2 separate regions of the Sus scrofa genome follow, and region 1 is linked to region 2. The links are chromatin contacts, called in public promoter capture Hi-C maps. All regions are on one chromosome and are shown on one strand. The core of a region is the stretch at or near the end of the contact, and the rest is flanking DNA. Distances in the headings are between cores, read along the strand shown. Region 1 holds the start of ING1 (inhibitor of growth protein 1). Region 2 holds the start of IRS2 (insulin receptor substrate 2).

Evidence for each region. Promoter capture Hi-C pulls out the DNA fragments that hold promoters and counts their contacts.
Region 1: a contact with region 2 is called in a promoter capture Hi-C map of fetal liver, with 5 times the contacts expected there. The contact joins the promoter of ING1 here to the promoter of IRS2 in region 2. A contact is called at or near these places in 2 of 5 promoter capture datasets (fetal liver and liver) and 2 of 47 Hi-C or Micro-C datasets (heart right ventricle and liver).

Annotation. Positions count from the first base shown.
Region 1 is chr11:77,267,468-77,272,381 of Sscrofa11.1, forward strand. It overlaps ING1 (inhibitor of growth protein 1), which reads left to right and starts at 2,805. Exons shown (of 2, transcript XM_021065917.1): 1 at 2,805-3,138. The coding sequence starts at 2,940. It overlaps CARS2 (probable cysteine--tRNA ligase, mitochondrial), which reads right to left and starts at 2,469. Exons shown (of 15, transcript XM_021065916.1): 1 at 2,161-2,469.
Region 2 is chr11:76,650,889-76,656,144 of Sscrofa11.1, forward strand. IRS2 (insulin receptor substrate 2) reads right to left here and starts at 3,751. Exons shown (of 3, transcript XM_021065907.1): 1 at 45-3,751; 2 at 1-42. The coding sequence starts at 3,725. It overlaps LOC110255859 (a long non-coding RNA gene), which reads left to right and starts at 4,523. Exons shown (of 2, transcript XR_002336770.1): 1 at 4,523-5,256.

The DNA.
Region 1 (4,914 bases), core at 1,555-4,054, 620 kb after region 2:
AGCTGTGGCTTAGGTAGCAACAGTGGCTCAGATCTGATCACTGGCCTGAAGACTCCATATGCCAAGGGGCGACCAAAAAATAAATTAATTAACTTAATTAAATGACTGATCACCATTAACTATATTTTACTACTGGTCCTCTAACCTTGTCCAGAAAACAGTAAGTCATTGGTATACATTTTAAGAACTTTGTAAAGCTAATCAAATATTTTCTGACTTTTTAGCCCAAGGGGTAAATTAAATGTCTTGTAGCCATTATTCACCACTGCATTCCTAGTGCATAAAAGACATGGTAGACAATCCTAAATACTTCTTGTTGAATGAATAAAAAGCTGTTGTGTTTCACACGTCTGTCAAGTCCATGAAAAAATGAGAGGAATCATTATTGATATGACATCTCCATGTGCCTCCAGGGCAGCCAAAAAAAAAAAAAAGACATGACATCTTGATTTAAAAAAAAAGGCAAAAAAGAACCTGGAGTTCCCGTCGTGGCCCAGTGGAAACGAATCTGACTAGGAACCATGAGGTTTTGGGTTCGATCCCTGGCCTCCCTCAGTGGATTAAGGATCTGGCATTGCCATGAGCTGTGCTGTAGTTCACAGACAGGGCTTGGATCCCTCCTTGCTGTGGCTGTGGTGTAGGCCGGCAGCTGTAGCTCCAATTAGACCCCTAGCCTGGGAACCTCCATATGCCACGGGTGCAGCCCTAAAAAGACCAAAAAAAAGCAGAAACAAACAAAAAAACCTCCGGGATTTCCCATCCTGGCTCAGCGGTAACCAACCCAACTAGTATCCAGGACAACTAGGATTCGGTTCCTTTCCTGGCTCAGCGGGTTAAGGATCCGGTGTTGCCCTGAGCCGAGGTGTAGGTCGGAGACAGGTCTGGGATCTGGTGTTGCTGTGGCTGTGGTGTAGGCCTGTAGCTGTAGCTCCAATCAGACCCTTGGTCTGGGAACTTCCATATGCCACAGCTAGTCATTAAAAAAAAAGAAAAAAACAACAGCAGGAGTTCCCCATCGTTGTGCAGCGGAAACGAAGCCAACTAGGAGCCATGAGGTTGCAGATTCAATCCCTGGCCTCACTCAGCGGGTTAAGGATCTGGCGTTGCTGTGACCTGTGGTGTAGGTCACAGACGCAGCTTGGATCCTGCGTTGCTGTGGCTGTGGTGTAGGCCAGCAGCTACAGCTCTGATTCAACCTCTAGCCTGGGAACCTTCATATGCCACAGATGCAGCTCTAAAAAGCAAAAAAACAAAACAAAACAACAAACACTCCAGCTTGATGGTCATTGGGAAGGGTAAATTATTTCTCACCTTTTTTCTTTCTTTTTTTTTTTTTTTTAACAGCTGCTGGCCTACACCAGAGTCACAGCAACACCAGATCCGAGCTGCATCTGCAACCTACACTACAGCTCAGGGTCACACCGAATCCTTAACCCACTGAGAGAGGCTAGGGATGAAACCTGGACCCTCATGGTTCCTAATCGGACTAGTTTCCACTGCACCATGACAAGAACTCCACCTTTATTTTTTTTTTTTAATTTATTTTTAGTTTTTTGGCTTTTTGCCATGTCTTGGGCCGCTCCCTCGGCATATGGAGGTTCCCAGGCTAGGGGTCGAATCGGAGCTGTAGCCACCGGCCTACGCCAGAGCCACAGCAACGTGGGATCTGAGCCACGTCTGCTACCTACACCACAGCTCACAGCAACGCGGATCCTTAACCCACTGAGCAAGGCCAGGGATCGAACCCACAACCTCATGGTTCCTAGTCAGATTCGTTAACCACTGCGCCACGACGGGAACGCCCACCTTTATTCTTAAATTCAGATAAACACTACTCATTTTAGAGCCAGTGAATGCAAGGATTAAAAGAACCTCTTTCTTGTTACTGTACTTTAAAATTACGTATATGCGTTTCTCCTATGCAACGTTTACTCTATTCCATATAGTCTCTTCGTTGCCACATAGTGTCACAGTATTAAAGCCTTTTAAGCAGGCTAGTGGCCAATAAATGAAACTTTACCTATCATTTGCTTTACACTGGGCCCAAGCTGGAAAAGTGTGACTCTCTAAGTAAAATAACCACTTTCCCAAATATCGAAGTGAACGTTTCCTGATGTGAGGGTGCGATGAAGGGGTAGAATGAAGATCAAACCCATTTACCTCAAAGTTTTACTCCTACTCGTCGTTTATCACCGCAGCAGCGTTCCAACCCATTTCCAAAGACGACCAGCCCAACTTAGTCTGCACTGACAGCCACATCGCGGACTGCTCTGCAGATCGCTGCTAGGGGCACTGCGGATCAAAACCTATTTTACAAACACTGGCTCGGTCTGAATGACACTGAGTAATTAAGAAACTCTCCCGCGGTCTTGGTTGTCACGACACTGTTCTCCGGACACTCGGGAACTCCACCAGAACGTGATGAACCGCAGAGCATCGATTCAGTCCCAGGGGGAGCGGCCACGGGCAGCAGGGCACCCGGAGCCAGGCGAACCCGCCCACCCACCCGTCCGAGAGACGCAGCGCCGCCCAGGCACAGAGGCGGTAGGGACGTCAGGGGCCGAGGCCGAACTACCTGACAGGGTTAGAGTTGGCGACACGACACCCGCCAAAGGACAGGGCAGGACAAAGGAGGCCAAACGAGTCCTCCGAAAAGCACCAAGCGCGGCGCAGACCCGCACGCCGCGGACAAAGCGGGGGAGGGGGCCACGCCCACAGGCGGGGCCTCGGCCGGAAGAGGCGGGCCTCGCGCGGCCCCGTCGTCTAGGCAACGGGGCTCCTCGGAAGCCCAAATCCAGGCGTTTAGGGCGGGGAGGAGGGGGAGGGGGGCCCAAGGCTGCACAGGGAGAGGCCCCCGGGACCCGGGCGCCCGGACGCTTGCCCCACCACGGCTTGGGTGGTCTTTCGAAGTGGGGGCGCGGACTTTAAGAGAGGATTCCATGGCACATGCGGGAAGGGGTCGGGGTCACCTGCCCTCTACGGGGACCCGGCCTGGCGAACCGCTCCCCTCTCGGGTCCCTTTGTCTCCAAGCCGCTCGGCGCTGGGCTCCGGCCGGCAACACAAAGGGCGGGCGGTGAGGACCGCGCAGGCGCGGGAGCCGCCGAGGCTGCCGGGAGTGGTGGTCCGACTGCCGAATGGTAGGTCTCCGGCGCGGGCAAATGGGCCTCTTGGCCACACAAGTACGCATGCGCAACCACTTCCGTCTTGCCGGGCCAGCCTGGTCCCTCCGCCCCCGGAGGGACGCGGGTTTCTAGTAGTAAGAGCCGAGGGGGAGGTGTCCGTGATCGCCCCGCCTATTCTTTCTCCTGATTGGGCCGCCGGGGTGAGGGCGGAACCTGGATTGGCCCTCGAGGTTGCCAGTCTGTTCCGGGCCGTACTTATTTCCCGGCTGCGAGGCGGGATCAGGAGTGTGGGACTGAGCAAAGGGAAGGAGATGGTGACCCGGGATTGTGATGGTCCCGAGGCCGGGTCGGTTCCAGAGAGCTCTGGGCTATGCCACCTGCCTCTCCCGCAACACCCAGCGGCCATGCAGCCCCGCCCAACGCACTTTGCCTGCAAGTGCGAAACTCCCACTAAAGTTTTCAGCTCGCCCGCTGCCCCTTGCCCCCGCGGCCCCTGCCCCGGCAAAAGTGACAGACAAAGCCACACCCCCGTGCGGCGGGGCCGGTGAGGGGCGTGAATGCGGCGGGGGCGGGGCCCACGGGGGAGGGGGCGGTGGGGCCAGGACGCATGCGCGATGCAGGGGGCCGAATGTTTCCCAAGTGTTTGAAACTGGTATTTGGGTTTTCCACGTTGGACAAGTGCGGCGCGGCGGGCGGCGCGCGCCCCTTCCCGCGCTCGCTCGGCCCCGGCCCCGGCCCCTGCGCCGGGGTGCGCGCCCGCACGCCCGCCCGCGCCCGCCCCGCGCCCGAGGCCGCCGAGCTCCGGCCCGGCCCGCCAGGCGCCGGTCCCCGGGCCCAGGCGGTGCAGCTCGCAGATGTAGCGGCGCGGGGCCGGCCGGAGGGGAGGCGCCGGCGGGCGGGAGCCTTGCATTTTGCAGCGCTGGGCTCCGAGGGGGCGGGGGCCGGAGGAAGCGGAAAGCCGCGCCGAGTCGCCGGGGACCTCGGTGAACCATGTTGAGCCCTGCCAACGGGGAGCAGATCCACCTGGTGAACTATGTGGAGGACTACCTGGACTCCATCGAGTCTCTGCCTTTCGATCTGCAGAGAAACGTCTCGCTGATGCGGGAGATCGACGCGAAATACCAAGGTACGGCGGGATGGATGGGCGGGGGCGGCTGCTCCATCCCCGTCGGTCGCGGCGCGCCGCGGGGCCGCGGGCCGTCCTGATCCCCGCTTGGGGAGCCTCGATCCCGCGGCGGGGCCCTGGCCGGACAGAAACAAAAGGTCTGGAGCGTCTTTGATTTGCGAAGGTCCTTGTGCGCGAAGCCCGGACACGGAGGAGGAAGAAGGAACGAGAGGTCTCAATGCCAGGCTGCGCGAGCAAAGCGCTCTTTGTAGTGAAGTGACGAGGCGGGGTGCTGCGGGGGAGGGGGCGCAGGGGGCGCCGGCTGAGGCGCCGAGGGAGGGATGTGCAGCGGTCGCTAGCTAGGGGCTCAGAGACGGTGCTGCGCGCAGGGCTGCTGGGAGGGCAATGCGGGCGAGGGGTCCGCCGGCCCTGCTCGCCATCCCCGGAACCACCTTCACTCAGTCCCGAATCTGAGTGTTACATAAAGTCCGGGGTCGGTACTCCGCGTGGTGCAGCCCCAGTCGCCCCCACCCAGCCCCCGGCCCTCCCGCGGTGCTGGACACGGAGCGAGGGCCGACGTACGGGGGGCGACGCGGCCGGGTGTAGTTTGCGGAGGGCCAGGGCTTTATTCTGTGCGTGCAGTGGTCAAGGGGAGGGGAGGGAAGGGAGGATGGGGCGAGGAAGTC
Region 2 (5,256 bases), core at 2,501-5,000:
CCGGCGCATGGGCGAGCCGCTGCCCCCCGGGCAGCCGACCAAGGCCCCCCCGGCTGACCCGAGGTCCACGGCCGCGCCTGGTGGGGGAGCGGTGGCTGCAACTGGCGCGGCGACGTGGGGGGCTCGTCGCCCCCACCCAGGACGCCGCCGCTGCCCCCTTCGCTGCTTTTCCTGAGAGAGACGTTTTCCACAGAGGCCGAGTTGTGGCGCTTGGGGTTGTGGGCGAAGGACGGGGACACGGGTGTCACAGTGGTGGTCGACGAGAAGGTCTCGGAGCTGTGGCGGCGGCGGCCCCCCTGTGGGTCCGCGCGGATGACCTTGGCCCCCCGGTGCGGGTCGGGGGGCTGGCTGGCCTGCAGAAAGGCCTCGACCCCGGACACCTGATCCATGAGACTCAGCCTCTTCAGGCCGGACACCGGGCTGGTCACGCGGGCACCTTCGGGCTTCGGGGGCGCCGCGATGGGTTGCGGCGGGGTGGCAGCCACGCCGAAGGCCATCTCGGTGTAGTCACCGTTCTCCGCCGTCTCCGAGGACGAAGCGGAGGCAGCGCTGGGGCCCTGGGGGGTGGGTGCTGGAGGCAGGCGGTACAGCTCCCCGGGCGGGGGTGGCGGGGGCACCGGCTGCAGGGCCGAGGAAGGGGCTGCGGGGCGCGGGGGCAGCGGCGGGTAGGCGGAGGCCTCGGGGGACAGGAGGGCATCCAGGGAGCCCACCGGATGCCCGCCCTGGGGGCCCGGCTGGGGTGACTTGGGCGAGCTGAAGTCGAGGTTCATGTAGTCGGAGAGCGGGGAGCGCTGCCGGCTGTCGCCGCTCGTGCCCGGGGTGCCCGAGCCCAGGGACGAGGCCGGGCTGCTGGCGGACAGCAGCGACGACGACGAGGCGGCCGAGGCCAGCAGCGGGGGCGCGGGCGGCGACAGGCGCGCACCCGCCTCGCCGAAGTCAATGTTGATGTACTCGCCGGGACTCTTGGGCTCCGGCGGCAGCGGGTACTCGTGTGTGCTGGGCAGCGTCTGCAGCCCTTCCAGCGACAGGCGCGTGGGCCGCACGGCCCGGCAGCGCTGGCTCAGGAAGCCCTCCGGGCGCCCGCTGCCCACGCCACTGGGCCTCCCCGGCGAAGGCACGGAGGGATGGGGTGGCTGGGTGTGGCCGCCGCCACCTGCCGCGGCCCCGAAGGCGCCGTCCAGCTGCGTGGACCCTGTGGACCCCGGGCCGGCCGGAGGCTCCAGCCTCTCCTCCTCCAGGATGCGCCCCACGGGGGAGCTCATGAGCACGTACTGGTCGTTGTCCCCGTTGCAGGTGTAGGGGGCCTTGTAGGAGCGGGGCAGGGAGCTGTAGCAGTAGCCGGGGACGCCCCGGAGCATCTCCCCGCCGCCGTGCAGGGCAGCCGCGAAGAAGTCAGGCGGGGTGCCCGGGGCACCCACGTCGCTGGGGGACATGTTGAGATAGTCCCCGTTGGAAAGCAGCTTGCCATCAGCGTTCTCCATGGACAGCTTGGAGCCGCACCACATGCGCATATACCCGCTGTCCTCCGGGGAGCTCTCGGCCGGGGAGCTGGCCTTGTAGCTGCTGCCCCCACTCCCCGGAAAGGCCCTGCTGGCTGCAGAAGTGGGCGTGGGCACCGCCGCCCCTGTGGGGGGCACGGCCGCTGCAGTGGCCCGTGGCTGCAGGATCTGCTTCGGGGCCGACACGCTGGTGGGGCTCATGGGCATGTAGTCGTCACTCTTGCAGCTCCCACTGCCACCACCCATGAGGGCCACGCCAGGGGTCATGGGCATGTAGCCGTCATCCGTGCCCAGGTTACTGCTGGAGCTCCGGTGCGACCCAATCTCGATGTCGCCGTAGTCTTCGGGGTAGGGGTGGTAGGCCACTTTGGGAGAGGACACGGGGCAGGACGGGCAGAGACGGCCCGAGCTGCCAGAGAAGGTGGCCCGCATCAAGGTGTATTCATCCAGGGATGCGGAGGAGGGCTGGGGCACCGGCCGCTGCCGGGCAGGTGTGGTCAGGGAGTAAGTCCTCTTTCTCAGCCCTCTATCCAAGTCCTGGGCCCCGTCCCCGGATACCCTGCGGTAGGGGCGCCCACAGTGGCTCAGAGGCCGGTCCATGGTCATGTACCCGTACAGCTCGCCCCCGCTGACGTCCCTGGCCGGGGGAGTCTCGGCGATGGATTCGGGCGTGTTGCTCCTGTGGCTGCAGAAGGCTCTCAGGTCCCCAGGGCTAGAGCCATACTCATCCAGGGACATAAAGCCAGGGTCGCTGGGGGAGCCCGAAGCCGAGGCGCTGCCGCTGGAGGGTCGCTGAGGGTGCAGGGGATGCTGCAGGTGCGGGTGTGGGCCGGGAGGTGGCGGGTAGGAGCCCGAGCCATGCCCGCTGCTGGACGACAGGCTGCCCGGGCTGGTGGCGGCCGGGGGCGAGTGCGCCACGGGCATGGACATGGAGCGGCTGTGTTGCAGAGCGCCCCCTGCCGGCGCCAGCGTCACTTTGCTGGCGCGGCCGCCGCAGCCGCCGCTCAGGGTGTGCGAGCGGCTCAGGGGCGCGCGCACAGGCCCTGGGCTCAGGGGGCTCCCCGACACCGACACCGGCCTCCCGCCTGCCGCCCCGGCCCCCGCAGCCGCGCCGCCGTCGCCCTCGCTGGCCGTGCGAACCCGGCACGAGCTGCACTTGGCCGCCGGCGGGGTGGCGGCCAGGCTGTCCGTGCGCGAGCGGCGCACCAGGCCAGTCTGGCTGGGGGGCAGGTTGACCAGGTGGTGGTGGCGGCGCGCGCCGGGGACGCTGATGGGGTGCGTGGCTGACGAGCCGGACGACTGGCTCTTGCTGCGCGGCCGGAACTCGAAGAGCTCCTTGAGCGCCTTCATGGCCTCCAGGATGGTCTCGTGGATGTTCTGGGCCACCACCGAGTCGTCCGCCTGCATCCACAGCTCTCCCGGGCCCGTGACGGCCGAGCGGCCCACCTCGATGAAGAAGAAGCTGTCCGAGTGGCCGCAGCGGCGGATGTTCATGAGCTGCAGGGTCACCGACGGCTGCTCGCAGTTGAGCTTCACGAAGCCGATGGTGCGCGCCGACAGGCACAGGCGGTACACGCCCGTCAGGTTCTTGCTCTGGCCCAGGCCCTTGGGCTTCAGGTTCACCTGCCACACCTCGCGGTAGGCGGCCGTGGCGGGCGCCACCAGCCCGTAGCTGTCATCGGCCGCCGCGGCGCCGGCCGAGCCGCCCAGGGCGCCGGGCAGGGAGGCGCTGCAGGACGCGGCGGTGGCGGCGGCGGGGGGCGCGTCGCCGGCGCTCGCGCGGCCCTCGCTGACCAGGTCGGTGAGCGCGCGGTACCAGCCCTCCTGCTCCTGCTCGTTCTCGGCCGCTACGGCAAAGTACTCGTCCTTGGTGTAGAGGGCGATCAGGTACTTGTGCTTGGCGTCAGCGCGCTTGTTGATGTTCAGGCAGCAGTCGAGCGCGATGACCCGCTTCGGGGCGCCCGCCTTGCTCCGCCACTTCTTCTCGCTCTCGTAGTACTCGAGCCGCGGCGGCTGCGGCGCCGACCCCCCACCCGCTGTCGCCGTCGCCTCGTCGCCGCCCGCGCCGGGCCCGCGCAGCACGAAGAAGCGCTTGTGGCCGTGCTTCTGCTTGCGCAGGTAGCCGCACTTGCGCACGCTGTGGTTGTTGTTGTTGTTGTTGTTGTTGAGGTTGGGGCCGTCGCCGCCCGCCGGCCCGGGGGGCCCGTGCAGCGGCGGGCTCGCCATCGCCGGCGATTCAGGCCCCGCCGCCCGGCCGGGCTTGGAGGGGCTGGAGGGAGCGGAGGGGGCGCGGGCGGGAGCGGCTCCCTCCCCCCCCTGCTCGCCCGCCCGAGCCCGCGTCCCTCGGGCCCAGGAGGTGGAGAAGGTTCGGGGAGGCCCGCGGGGGCCGGCACCGCGCGGTGGCGCAGCGCCCTCCGCGCTCCGGGGCCCCAGAGGATGACCAACGCGGGCGGTGGCCGCCCCCTGGCCCGGCTGCCCGCGGCCGCTTCCTCCTGGGCTCTCGGGCGGCGCCTGGGGACTCGCTGGCTGGGCCGAGAGTCGGGGTCCCCGAGCCGTGGGGCCGAGCCTTAAGGCGCGCGCGGCCGCACCGGTCCCGCCGCTGCGCCGCGCTCCGCGGTGCCGGGGTGTGCCCGGGTACTCGGGGTCCGCGCCGCCGCCGGGGTTGGTGCTGCTGCTGCTGCCAACGGCGACCCGGGCTCGTCGCGGTCCCCGCCGCACAGTGAGTAACACATCGCGCACCGAGTGACTGAACTAAGAAGAGCAAAACAACATGTGACTCGGCGTTACGCAGGCACACACTGCGCGGCCGCCCCGCCCCGCCGCCCGCATTGGCGCCGCGCCCCCGGACGGACGGCGCGTGCGGCCAATGGGCGCCGGGCGCGGGGGGGGCGGGCCGCGCGCCCCCGCCCCGCCCCCCTTTCTCCCGGGGCCGCGTTTCCCGCCGTCCCCTCCCCCTCCCGCGGAGGCCGGGGCCCGGGGCGGGGTGGGGGCCGGCCCGAGCCTCATTAATCAGAGGCTCGTTGGGGATGCCGGCGGAGGAGATGCCACCCAGGGCGGGAAAAGGGGCGCGCGGGAGGGGCGGGGGCCGGCCGCCGCGCGGAGGGCCCTGCCCTCCCGCCTTTGACTCAATTAATTGGGCTCGAAGCTTCCGCCGGGGAGGGGACCGGGGGAGGGAACACTGTAGGGGGTGGGCGCCTGCGGAGATCAGGGGCCGAGACCGCGGACCTGGGCTTGGTGCAGGGGAGGCGGAGGTAGCACCCCACTCGGGCCCCGCATCGCCCCGCCGCCGCCCCATTTGCTGGGGGCCAAGAAGGGGCAGTGAACTTGGCTGCCCTCTCGGAACCACCTTCCCCCAACACACACTTCGGCCAGCAGATCCCGCGCCCAGGCTCGGGGTGGGGGCGCGCCTTGGCGGGTTTGCGCCTGGGTGGTTCCCGGGTGCCCGGCCCCGGCTTGTTTACGAGCATCACATTAGTCCGTCACCGGTGAGCTCTGGATCGGCAGCAGCTTCGGTGCCCCTTCCTGGAAGGAGAGTCGGGGTGCGGGAGGGGGCGCGGATGCGGCGCCCTCTACCCCAGGCCGCGCTGGCGGCGGCCGCTGGCGGGATCCCACCCGCTCAGGGGCGCCCTTCCCCCGCACCCGGTCGTGGGCTCTTTCCGGGGCGTCATCAGCGCCATTCACTTGTCAGGTTCTCGGGAAGTTGAAATCGGCTGTTGGGGATGTAATAGGAGAAAGAGAAGGAGGACGAGCGGGCGTG